Linked DNA regions of Drosophila melanogaster: region 2 is linked to region 1. A link is a contact called in public Hi-C data. All regions are on one chromosome and are shown on one strand. Each heading gives the region's core, a stretch centred on a gene start, on an enhancer-like site or on the middle of the called end of the contact. The rest is flanking DNA. Distances are from core to core; before and after follow the strand shown. Region 1 overlaps Dop2R (Dopamine 2-like receptor). Region 2 overlaps bves (bves,).

The links. Hi-C and Micro-C count contacts between places; a contact is called where the count stands out from the background.
Region 2: a Hi-C map of the Kc167 cell line shows a contact between it and region 1, with 2.1 times the contacts expected there. The contact joins two enhancer-like sites.

Annotation. Positions count from the first base shown.
Region 1 is chrX:20,016,946-20,022,329 of dm6, reverse strand. All of the region lies in intron 3 of Dop2R (Dopamine 2-like receptor), which reads left to right. Among named protein-coding and RNA genes, the nearest start is that of tRNA:Pro-CGG-1-1, 5.5 kb to the left of the region's middle. Within about 2 kb of position 2,254, at least 3 of the 39 cell types and tissues checked have an H3K27ac peak or open chromatin away from gene starts, as enhancers often do. A contact at or near this core is called in the Kc167 cell line, where this site is marked.
Region 2 is chrX:21,077,355-21,082,738 of dm6, reverse strand. It overlaps bves (bves,), which reads right to left. Exons shown (of 7, transcript NM_001272824.1): 7 at 348-1,959. The coding sequence ends at 1,895. Among named protein-coding and RNA genes, the nearest start is that of CG32512, 13 kb to the right of the region's middle. Within about 2 kb of position 2,253, at least 18 of the 39 cell types and tissues checked have an H3K27ac peak or open chromatin away from gene starts, as enhancers often do. A contact at or near this core is called in the Kc167 cell line, where this site is marked.

The sequences.
Region 1 (5,384 bases), core at 1,005-3,504:
AAAATAAATAATCTGATTAATGTACGCTCACAATCACAGACTTACGCACACTAACACACACACACACACACACACTGGGCCACTTGAGCCACTTGAAGCGCAGGCCAAAGGAATGGGAGCCACTGCGAAGGGGCCAAAGGACTCGCAGCGAGTTCTGCCAAATGTCTGCCACTGGCTCTCTGGCAGAGTGAAGAGCGGAAAAGTATCTGGCATCCGGATATGCGGCAACGATAACGGTACTTAATCAGCCTTTGACCCAGAAAGAGCCGCTTAGGAAAACGGAGTGGCCTTGCCGATGAAAATGGCACTCGTTGACAGTGATTTCGGCACCAAATTATGCTGATACAGACCTATTTTCCGAAGGACTTTTTGGCCAATTCTTCTTTAAAAAGATATATCTCGATGGCTAGGAAAAATCAGAAAGAGACACCTTTACCTAAAATAGACCTAAAGACTATTGAAGTATTTATTCCGTTCTTGTAACGCTTTAAAAGCCAACATTCCATTAGATAGACATTTCAGCCCCAAAAAGAGGAGCGCCGCTTAAATGGGATAATGCAAGTCGCATTTCACATACGCACTATCTACATAGTTACCACGGTCGGTAAAATGTTTGTGCATGCTGCTGTGGAAAAACCTCTGGCCACTTAAACCACAGTTTTTATTCAAATTGCATAAACATGCGACACGTGTGATTCTCTCGGAAACGTGTTCTACCAAAAACCACACACGTTAGCAACACAAAAGCCAAGAATGCAGTTGGCCCATATGTGTAAACATAGTTCTCAACGCATAAAACCTGGTCATTTTACCAATTTCCATTCTGTTATCCTGTGTAATCATATTTTGTGCGTGGCTAAAAAATTTGAAATACAGTTGCGGCAGTGCCACTGACACGGCCAAGTGTCGTCAACCCCTTTTATTATGCATGCCTTTGATAATTGGATCGAATGGGACTTCGCTTTGAGTTCTGGCCAAAACAACAGGATGCTGGGTGGTCCCGTAGGTGTCGGCGAAAAGTTTTCCGAGCCCTGTAACTTTAAACTCGCCCGCAATGATTTTCGCAATTTTCCGGAATGTGCTGCAGATGGAGGGAGCATTTATGACTACTCCGGCAGCAGCAAAATAAAACTGTAAACAAGCTTGTAGTGGGCGTGGTCCTGCCACTATCCTGCCCACCTGTCCACCTGGAAAACTGGCTACCTGGCTGCCTGGCTGCCTGGCAACCTGGCATCATGGCCACCCGGGGCCAGAAACTGCCAAACTACACAAAAAACTGTTTCCATGTGGCAGGCAATAAAAAGAGTTTTCCGCAACTTGTTCCAGGACAGGCCAGGCAAATAAGGAAGGACCAATGTGAAGTGGAGCCAGAGGAGCAAGAGTTGCAGTAGGAATGAAGCAAATGGGTGGCAATCCGGATGAGGAGTCGAGCTGAGTGGGGGCGTAAAGTTTTTTAATTTTAATGGCCATTTAAAAGGTTGCAGGCAAATGCTTGGCCCGGCTTAAGTGCCGCTCATCGGAGGAGGTGACGTTGGGTCCATTCGGTTCATTACTGGCCCCCGAGTGTAAGGACCTGCATGTCCTGTCATCTGGGATCCTTCACTCATTTGGGCCACTGCCAAGACTCGAAAGCCTTTTCCCTGCACTCCGGCCAGCCACTTGAGGGGAGAGTGCTCCACGACGATGCGGCTAAAATGCCGGCAAGTGGCTAAGCAAACGGACTGCGGCGAAAGCCACCAGTAAACACCCGAAAAATTGAACTTAGGGATGTCAGAGGATAAAAGAAGAAGATGCTGTGAATGCCTTCACATATCGGCAACAAATATCGCACCTAATGCTAGGAAATAGGAAATATATAGAACCATTTATGAAGTGAAAGGGTGCAGCTTAGGTACTGAGTACTCTCAATTCAATCAAAAGAATATCTTATCATATTTGGAAAATTCTTTTAATAATAGCAAAAATTCTTAAGAAAATACCATAAAAAAAAACAAACTTTTTTATTAGAAAAACAAGATTACTTCATCGAGGTAAACAAATAGCTGAAAAACATTTATGGAGCGGCACATAAAGTTGGAGAAATGCTTATGAAGCCATAGCTACTACTATCGCGTCTTAAAAGGATAACGTTTTGCCATGTCCATCCCTAGTTGGTGGCTTTTGCGAATCCTGCAGTCTGCAGTGACCCCCAGTCAGCCTTCTTGGGCTGCAGAAACAATTTGTTGACTAAGCCAACTTGAATGCGCCCGAAAGCAGGCAACGCTTTGTTCTCAGCACTTGGCTGCTGGTTACATGTGTGTGCGGTTGTGTGTGCGCATCGCAGTGTATCCTTATAAATCCTTGTCAGGCAGCGAACCGCACTGAACCGCAGGCCGCACATCAATTCAAATAAATAATCTAACAGCATGAAATCGGCCGAGGGCAGAAACTTTTCAGCTGCTCCGGCGGATGGTGGATGGCGGATACAAGTGGGTGGGCTAAATGGCAGCTATAAAAAGTATGGCCTGCAATCTTCTCCACTTTCACTTCCTCTCTAGGAAGCAGCGACCTCCGACCTCCGACCTCTGACCCTCCCACCCATCTTCCTGTCGCCGGTCCCCGGCGGCTGCCATCTCCGGCACGCATGCGAGTTAAAGCGCGCACTTCCGGCCGGATTGAAGACCACGGACCGCAGATTTCGGTTTCTGGTCGCCTTTTCATTTGGCCGCTCACCCAGCGGTGCCTGAATAATTAACACAGATTTTGATTTGGCCCAAAACCCTGTGGCCCAATGCCAGTGGCACTCCCAATCGGATCCCCCCCCTCCCCCTCCCCATCGAAAGTCCCATTCCAATATGGAAAAAGCCGAGATTCAATCAGCGAACGGATGGATGTCTTCTTTGCCGGCTGGCGAGAGTATTTTATTACCGCTTTCATGCACGATGGCCATATAAATATCCAATAACCAAGGCGAAAATATGCCGCCAAGGGGCTGGAAAAGTCATCTTAAAACAGAATTTCCCTCGACGCTAATGACAACTAATTTGTTGCAACAACAAACATGAAAAGGCAAAGGAGGCAGCGAACGCACACCCGTATGTGCACATAGCCCATATATATGTATATATATACACATATACATACATATATAAATGTATATATGTATATAGAATATATACGACACATAATGTGTACAAGTATGGAGCTACTTGGTCTTCGGGGGCAAGTCCGAGGCTATTAAAAATGGCGCACAAAAACGCTAAAATTGTTGCGACATTGCCAAGCGAAAGAGACGGCAACACAGGAAGTGAGAGAGATAGGAACGTAAGCGTAAGCACATACGCATACATGTACACGTATACCCGGGCAGACAATAAACTTAATAAATAAGTCAATTAATTGCCCTGAGCTTCTCATGGGGCCCAGAAACGAGCCAGAAGCAACAGCATCAAGTGCCTGCCACTTGGCTAAAAGCCCGTGCCTCCCACTCTCGCCCAATTTCGCCCACATTCACCCACATTCATCCGCTTCTCCCACAGTGTATTCGCGGCTATGTGTGTGTGCGTGTCTATTACGGCAGCCAGTTCAATTAACATTGTCTGGCTGCGTGGCATAAGAAAATGTACGCGAAACTCGTTTAATAGTCGCCAGCTCCTTGGCTTTGACACTGTCGAGGTTACGCTAACTTTATTACCAGCGCTGCAAAATAATCTATGGCTGCTGCGATACACTGAAAGAAATGAGTGTCAGTGTCAGGTATTGAAATTTAGATCTAAATGAGTCGTATGATTCAATAGCCACATTTCATATCCTTTCCTTCTTTCTTTCTCGAAAAGTGAAAAGCATTGTTAAAGTTCTCTGATAAATAAATGAATATTTAAAATCATTCCCACAGTTACAAAAGGAAGAACGTATATTTGTCGATTCAGTAAGTAAGTAACTGCCAAGAGAGAACCAACTCTAATTCATTCTTTCTCGATGTAACATTGTGAGTTTTCAGTTTGGACTCTTTTGAGATGCAATTAGTGGATGGCCCTGCATCCAAATCCCAGTGCGACCCGTGCAGCTCCGTTGTCCATTTTCCATTTCCCATTTTCCGCACTTTATGTACTTTGAAATATTAAAGCGCAAACGACAGGCAGTCGCGAGTGCAGCATTTGGCAACATAAACAAATTATTTGATGACTTTTACGCAGCTCACCACCTCCCACATGGCGCACAAGTCCTCTGCCGCCCGTTTTCAAGGTCCTCGATGTCCTTTGACGTCTTGTTTTGCGGTTGGTGTCGCCTCTTTTCGGGGATTTCTGCTGGGTTGCATGGCCGGCCACTAAGTAAACTTTAATGGCGGCCATAAAATAGGCAAAAAGGGGCGCGTCCACACACACACACACACACACACACACACAAACACTCACAGCACACAGACACACACACACACACGAGCGCGCGAGTGTATCCTTGTGTATTATGCGAGTGGCATAAAACCAAAGACCACGAATAAGGATATAAACAGTAAGGAGCAGGATCAGCGAGAAGGAAACGACGGCCAATCCTTAGCAGCATATTTTGCAGCTGCTGTGACATTTTTATGCTAAGCAGTCGCCAAATTATGAAAATTCGTAAAAAGCCAAATGTTATGGCATCCTGCCAGACAGAGATAGATGCTACCACACACACACACACACACACGGGCACAGGAGCCTTGGCAATTCGAGCTGCCGCTTTTGTCCAGCTTTTTCTCTAGTTTATCGCTCCGCAACCAAACTCGTTGCCGCTGCATCATTTATCATCTCTTTCCCCACAACGACAACTACTTTTGACAGGAAAAAGAAAAGCCTGTTTCACAGGATGGATGCGGCGATGGCTCGATTAGTGCGAAAAGAGTTGGCTCAACCAGAAGATACCACACGGTTTAATACCCAGGAGAAGAAGGAACTTTCATTGCGATTTAATTTGTTTGTATTGAGTTGCTCTCGTTCTTAAACGAGCCAACATAATCAGGGTTCAGTGAGTATCACATGTTTTAGGTAACTAAACACACGTACTGCATCTCGAATATAATTAATATTATGCAATATTGAGCATTAAACTATGCCAACAACTATGCGAATTATTTGATATTTCGGACCAAATTTGACATTTTGATTTTATTGCTAACCTTTAAAGTTTCAAGTTCAACGTGTGCCAGTGCACGCGAAGTTTGTTAATCAAATTACGTGGATACCGAATTTAACTGAATTTGGTAGTGAGAAGCTGAGAAGCATTTTTCGGCTCTAATGAGACGATAATGAAGCTGTCCGGCCGAAAGCGGGCTTAGCCAATGGCCAAAATGCAGGGATGCGATGGACGGGCTCAAATGGCGAACCCAAATCAGGAAAACTTTCCCTCTCAGCTTGACACTTAAC
Region 2 (5,384 bases), core at 1,004-3,503, 1.1 Mb before region 1:
AGATTTAAAAGTTACGCTTTGTTCGAGTCATTTTACTATTAGATACTCGTTTTCTAACGAAAGGATGGGATGTATAACATCACACAAATAGAGAACCCTATGGTCCAGACTACTAGATACCCCTTCCTTGGCAACAACATATTTGTACAGGAATATTTGTATGAGTATTATTGATTACTATTAACAATTAAACGTATTATTGATGTTATTGATTGATTTTAAATTTTTGGGACACATAATACATAAATGGAATTTTTCATTAACTTACCTTATTTTCCGAAATAAATCCGTCAATGAATCAACGCATTTTTGCACAATGTCAATAATATTACTAATATGTTAAATTTGTTTTTATACCATTTCCATTTTACTTTATTTTTAATTATGCTCAAAGGTACGAAATACATTGAACTATTTGTTTTGGTTTGGTTTAGTTCGGTTCGGTTTGGTTGTAGTTCTGTGTACGATCTATGTCGATCTGGGGATCTGTTGTTTCTAATCATTAACTAACATGAGACAAACGTTGGGATCGATACAATACAATGCGCTTTAATTTAGGGGAAAATACTGTGGGTGTGAAACCAAATTCCTGCTCTATTTATAAAAAATAAATGGCTTAAATACGACGAGAATAGAAGATTGAAACCTCCATGAGCGGGGGTTAGGTTTTCTTAAGTTGGTTTCTTCGTTTTTATTTCTCGGATACGTCCAGTTTTTTAATATTTTGGATATACTATGGTTTTTGTAGGCGTTTCGTACTTATGCTGGTTGGGTTGCGTTATTGTTATACCTAGCTAATGTTCATCGTTTAACAAAATTAACCTTTGGGCTTTTCGATAATATTTAACTTTTTTGATTGATGCACATGCATGAATTCAGGCACATAGATACAAAAGCAACAAGGACTATCAAAGGTCTATGGGTAAACTAACTGAACACTTCATTCGACTAACCAGCATTTCGGTTGCGAACCCTTTCACAGGAAGTTGATGATTGAGGTGACAATTTAGGCGGGAACTGTATGTAAAGTTATAGTGATTGCTATAGGTATTGAAAGGTTTAATCAACGATGGAATGTTCTCTAACTTTGCATCTAGCGGGGAGCCACAAACATATTTTTTCGTTAACTTCCCATACATATACATATGTATAGTCATGTACATATCGTCTATTTATATTCTGCATATTTCACACATAATGCTTATGGGCTTTCTCCGATTTCATTCGGCTATAATCTCTTAAATGTAGGGTAATAAAAAAATACATCTTTCTCCATTTAATAATTAAACATCTCATTCAGTTGTTTTGCCTTCTTATTCTCGTTTTGGTTTGTCATTCGTCTAATCCGTAGTTTTAGCGTAATACAATTTGCAACTATTCTAGTTTTAATTAATGTATAATTTTCTGTATACATATACATATACATATATGTACATATGTATGTATATTTCCATTCTCTTTCTTAGGCGTATTCTTCTCGAGTGACCCTAATAAATCCAATTCAGAAACGATTTTTTCATTTGGCTACTCATTTAAAAATATAAAATTAATACAATTTCCGTATGCCGAATAATATACTTAAGAACAATTTTGGCTTTAATATTATCGTGTGACGTTCTTATTCTTATTTCATTGTCACAAACCGAATTTAAGGACAGCAAAATCTTAAGTAATGCCCGAGTCTATAATAGAAGAATACCCATAGCCAAATTGTTATTACTTTCATATAGTATAAATATGTATGTATAAATAATTTTGTATACCGACTCATGGCACTCAGGTTCCGCAGTTCCTTTCTGTCGGATTTCCTCAGCTTTCGTTCCTCAGTATTGCCTAAAATATACATCTAATAATACTCAAAAACACAAGTCTAAACATTTCATCTGGATCCCTTTCAAACGGCCGTTTCGTGATCCGTTTCATCGATCCTTCCAAGGCGCCAAGAATTCGGATCTCCAGCTAAAAGGTGCAGATAAAAAAAAAAAGAGGGAAGAAAAAAAAAAGAGACGATATTTACATATATTTTTGAAGTCTTTGGATGATCAAAGGATGAAGAGGCGGAGACTAAATTTCCCATATTTGGGAAACACTTTACAAATACATTTTGCTTACCCAAAGGCAATGGAAATAACAATTGAAAAACTTTTGCATGCACAATCTAAAAGCAGGCACACGAACGGTCACACTACATAAATGAGAACATCAACTGAGAGAGATAGTTGTATACACAGAGAAAGAGACGGGGACACACACAGGCTAGCACATACATACACAGTGGGCTGCTGTTGTTCTTGTTTCTAGATATTAGGGTCTACATCTTAGACCCTTGCAGAGGGAACGATGTTTTTATTTCGTATGTAGTTGAAAGTGCAATCGGACTTTTATAAAAAAAAAAAATCTCTCAGTTTTAAGTTTGTCTATGGGGTTCTATCTTTAATTGTCTAGAAGAATGCAATAATGCAGTTTTTGACTTTGCCAGCTTTGAGGTACATCATTTGGTGATTTATAGTTCAGTGATTCGCTATTTAGGCATTTTTTTTTTTTTCAATGATCAGGCAATATTCGGACTACAAAATCATTAGCCATCGGTCTGCAAGGGCATTTGTGGTTTCGGTGACCGAAACTTAAGATCCATTTCCCTGTAGGACGTTAGACTTACCGCAATCGTAATACTTCGATATCCTAGGCAGGGCTGTTTCATGGTGGTTGTTGGATTTGATTGGTGGTGTTGTTGTTGTAGTTTTGTTGTAGTTGATTAACGTTTATGATGGAGTTTTGGTTTGAAACGTTTACGTTAGACATACAACAAAATTATAGTCACCGAAAAAATAGAAAATCAAATACATAAATTTCATCACAAATCAAACATAGATATAAACTTGTTCTTGATCGTGGAAAATCAGTAGAAAAACGTGGTTAGCATATAGGGGTGAGAAAATCGATTACATGAATAAATGTAACACAGAAACAACTTTGATTGTGATACATCTATCCCTAACGTGATTAAATATTGATCTAGTAAGTATACATATATATAATAATATTTCTAAAGCAGATGTAACGCCTGCCATCTAATTGGTATCGAATGTCATTTTTAGACGCTCTAATCAAATTGCTAGTATTTTTAGATTCCCACTTTAAGTCAATCGCTGGTGATGATAAACAAAACTCTAAAGCCCTACGAATGTATATTTAAGAGTGTTTCCTCTAAACAAAAAAAATGTTATAGGAGTTAAAAACTCCAAAATCTTTGTATCGAAACATTTACCCAGTAGTATGAGAAAAAAGCTAGGGTATCCCTATTCAGTTACATATTCCCATGAGCTGCAATTCAAAACGCCAGTAAACAACAGGTATTGCAAATGGGCGGAAGTGATCGGGCAGGGGCGTTGCCGGGCGGAGGGGCGTGGCATATGCGTACTGTCGTCGGCTGCACTTTGTGTTTAGTGAGTTTATGGCCATGCATGCTGCAATTTTGGTTTTCCGTATTTAATGATTGCTTGCAAAGCCGATCGGATCGATGAATGTGCACGCCCTGCACAAGCCCATAGTCCATATACAAATTGAATCGATCGCAATCAGCACGCGGCGATAGCGACAACAGCCAAATTGTTTAATTAAATAACAAATATTGTTTTGTTTTCCTCGTGGCGGCAGGCCAAATAATGCGAATTAAAATAAAAAACATATAAATGCCTTTAATGATGTCAATGATGGCTGAGCGCGTGCCTATGCCCCTTAAATCGAAACTCGCCAGTGGATCGACTATTGGATTAATCTGCAGTACTTCATCTTGATTATGTGTGTTTTTTTTTTGTTTTATTAGCTTTCGGTTTTTGGCTTGTTTACATTCACATTGATTCCACTACGTTTATTACACTTTCTTGGGGGAGTATTAGTGGAGATTAGGGGACGGGGGTGTGGTTCTCGGATTTGAGGGCACTCGGGATTATGTACAGCAAATATATATATATAGCGTATGTACAACAACTTAGGCTATGTATTGCTTAACATTATCAAATATTATTCGATATTAATTCTAATTAGTTTTCACGCTTTCTTCAAGCTCAATTTGTATGCAAATCAATCAACGAATCAACGCAAAATACGTATGCATATAGAAATACAAATAAAATAATAATGTGTTAATGGAAGATTTAGAGACTTGATTGATGTGCCAGCACAGTAAATTTCCAGTAAATGCCAAGCGGTAAGAAATAAGAATTTAATCAAATAAAGCGTTGAAAACTCCTGGCCCAGCGGAAAAGTTCATTAATTACCTATCACCTGTCACTAGACTGATCGATCTTGAGATCTAGAATCGGTAATTGAAGCTGAAGAGCTGTAATCAAACCAGTTTCAATGCTAGTCATTATACTTATAATAGGTTCTTGGAAAATAGTCTGCGTCTACAAAGGTTTCCTTTATTACACGAGTGTAATAATCGTTTATATTGTAGAAGATCGACTCAAAAACTTCCACTAATATAAAATGTTTGTATACTGCGTGATATATCAAATATTACTAATTCCAATTCAAACTCAAAACCACGATCAATTAATTTCAAATTTAAACCTTGGTTGGCTTTCTGATCGTGTTCAATTGAAAACCCCACTCAAACTGAAACTAATTCATGTGCAATCAAGTGTCTTGTCTGACTACAACTCAACATACATACAACCATGATAAGTCAAAATAAATTACAATTTTTACAACTGGTTTGACTGCAGTTAACGATAGTTTTTGCGAAGGATTCAGGGAGCATATTGAATTCAACAGTGTTGCAATGTAAGTAAGTTTCCTACTTGTTTTTGTGTTTTCTTTGTGAAATAATTGGTTTCTTTATCTTCATGGAATACAAGTATATTACTACGGGTTTAATTGAATAGTTTTTTTTCTTGTTTTTTTTTTTTAATAACGGTCTACGATGTTACGTTTTTCTCTACACTGCTAAATAGAGTTGTCAGGTGAAACTACAAATCATTTTAGGCAGTTCTCCCAGTTTCCTAGATTTAAGTCAGTGTACGTTTGATAAAAGACTACTTATGTTTTTTGAATAAACCTCCTAAAAAGGGTTATCAGGGGAAATGGCGAATCATTTTTTTTTTTCACGCCTGTAAACTTCTTTAGTAACTTCTCCAAGTTTCTTCTAAATGGTAACACGGTGTTTTAGCACTTTTCCGCTGAGACGAAAAGTTTATGTTTCCCAAAGTCAATTACTTTACACAAAAACTCAAGTCTCTGGCTAATTGTTTGCAGTTGTGGGGGCAATACAAAGTTTGCTATTAGAACGATTAGATGTGTTAGATGCTTGTTTAGCTAGTGCTAGTTGCTATGCTAAAGATGAGATTATTATATATGGAACTTAGGATGCGGATTTAGAT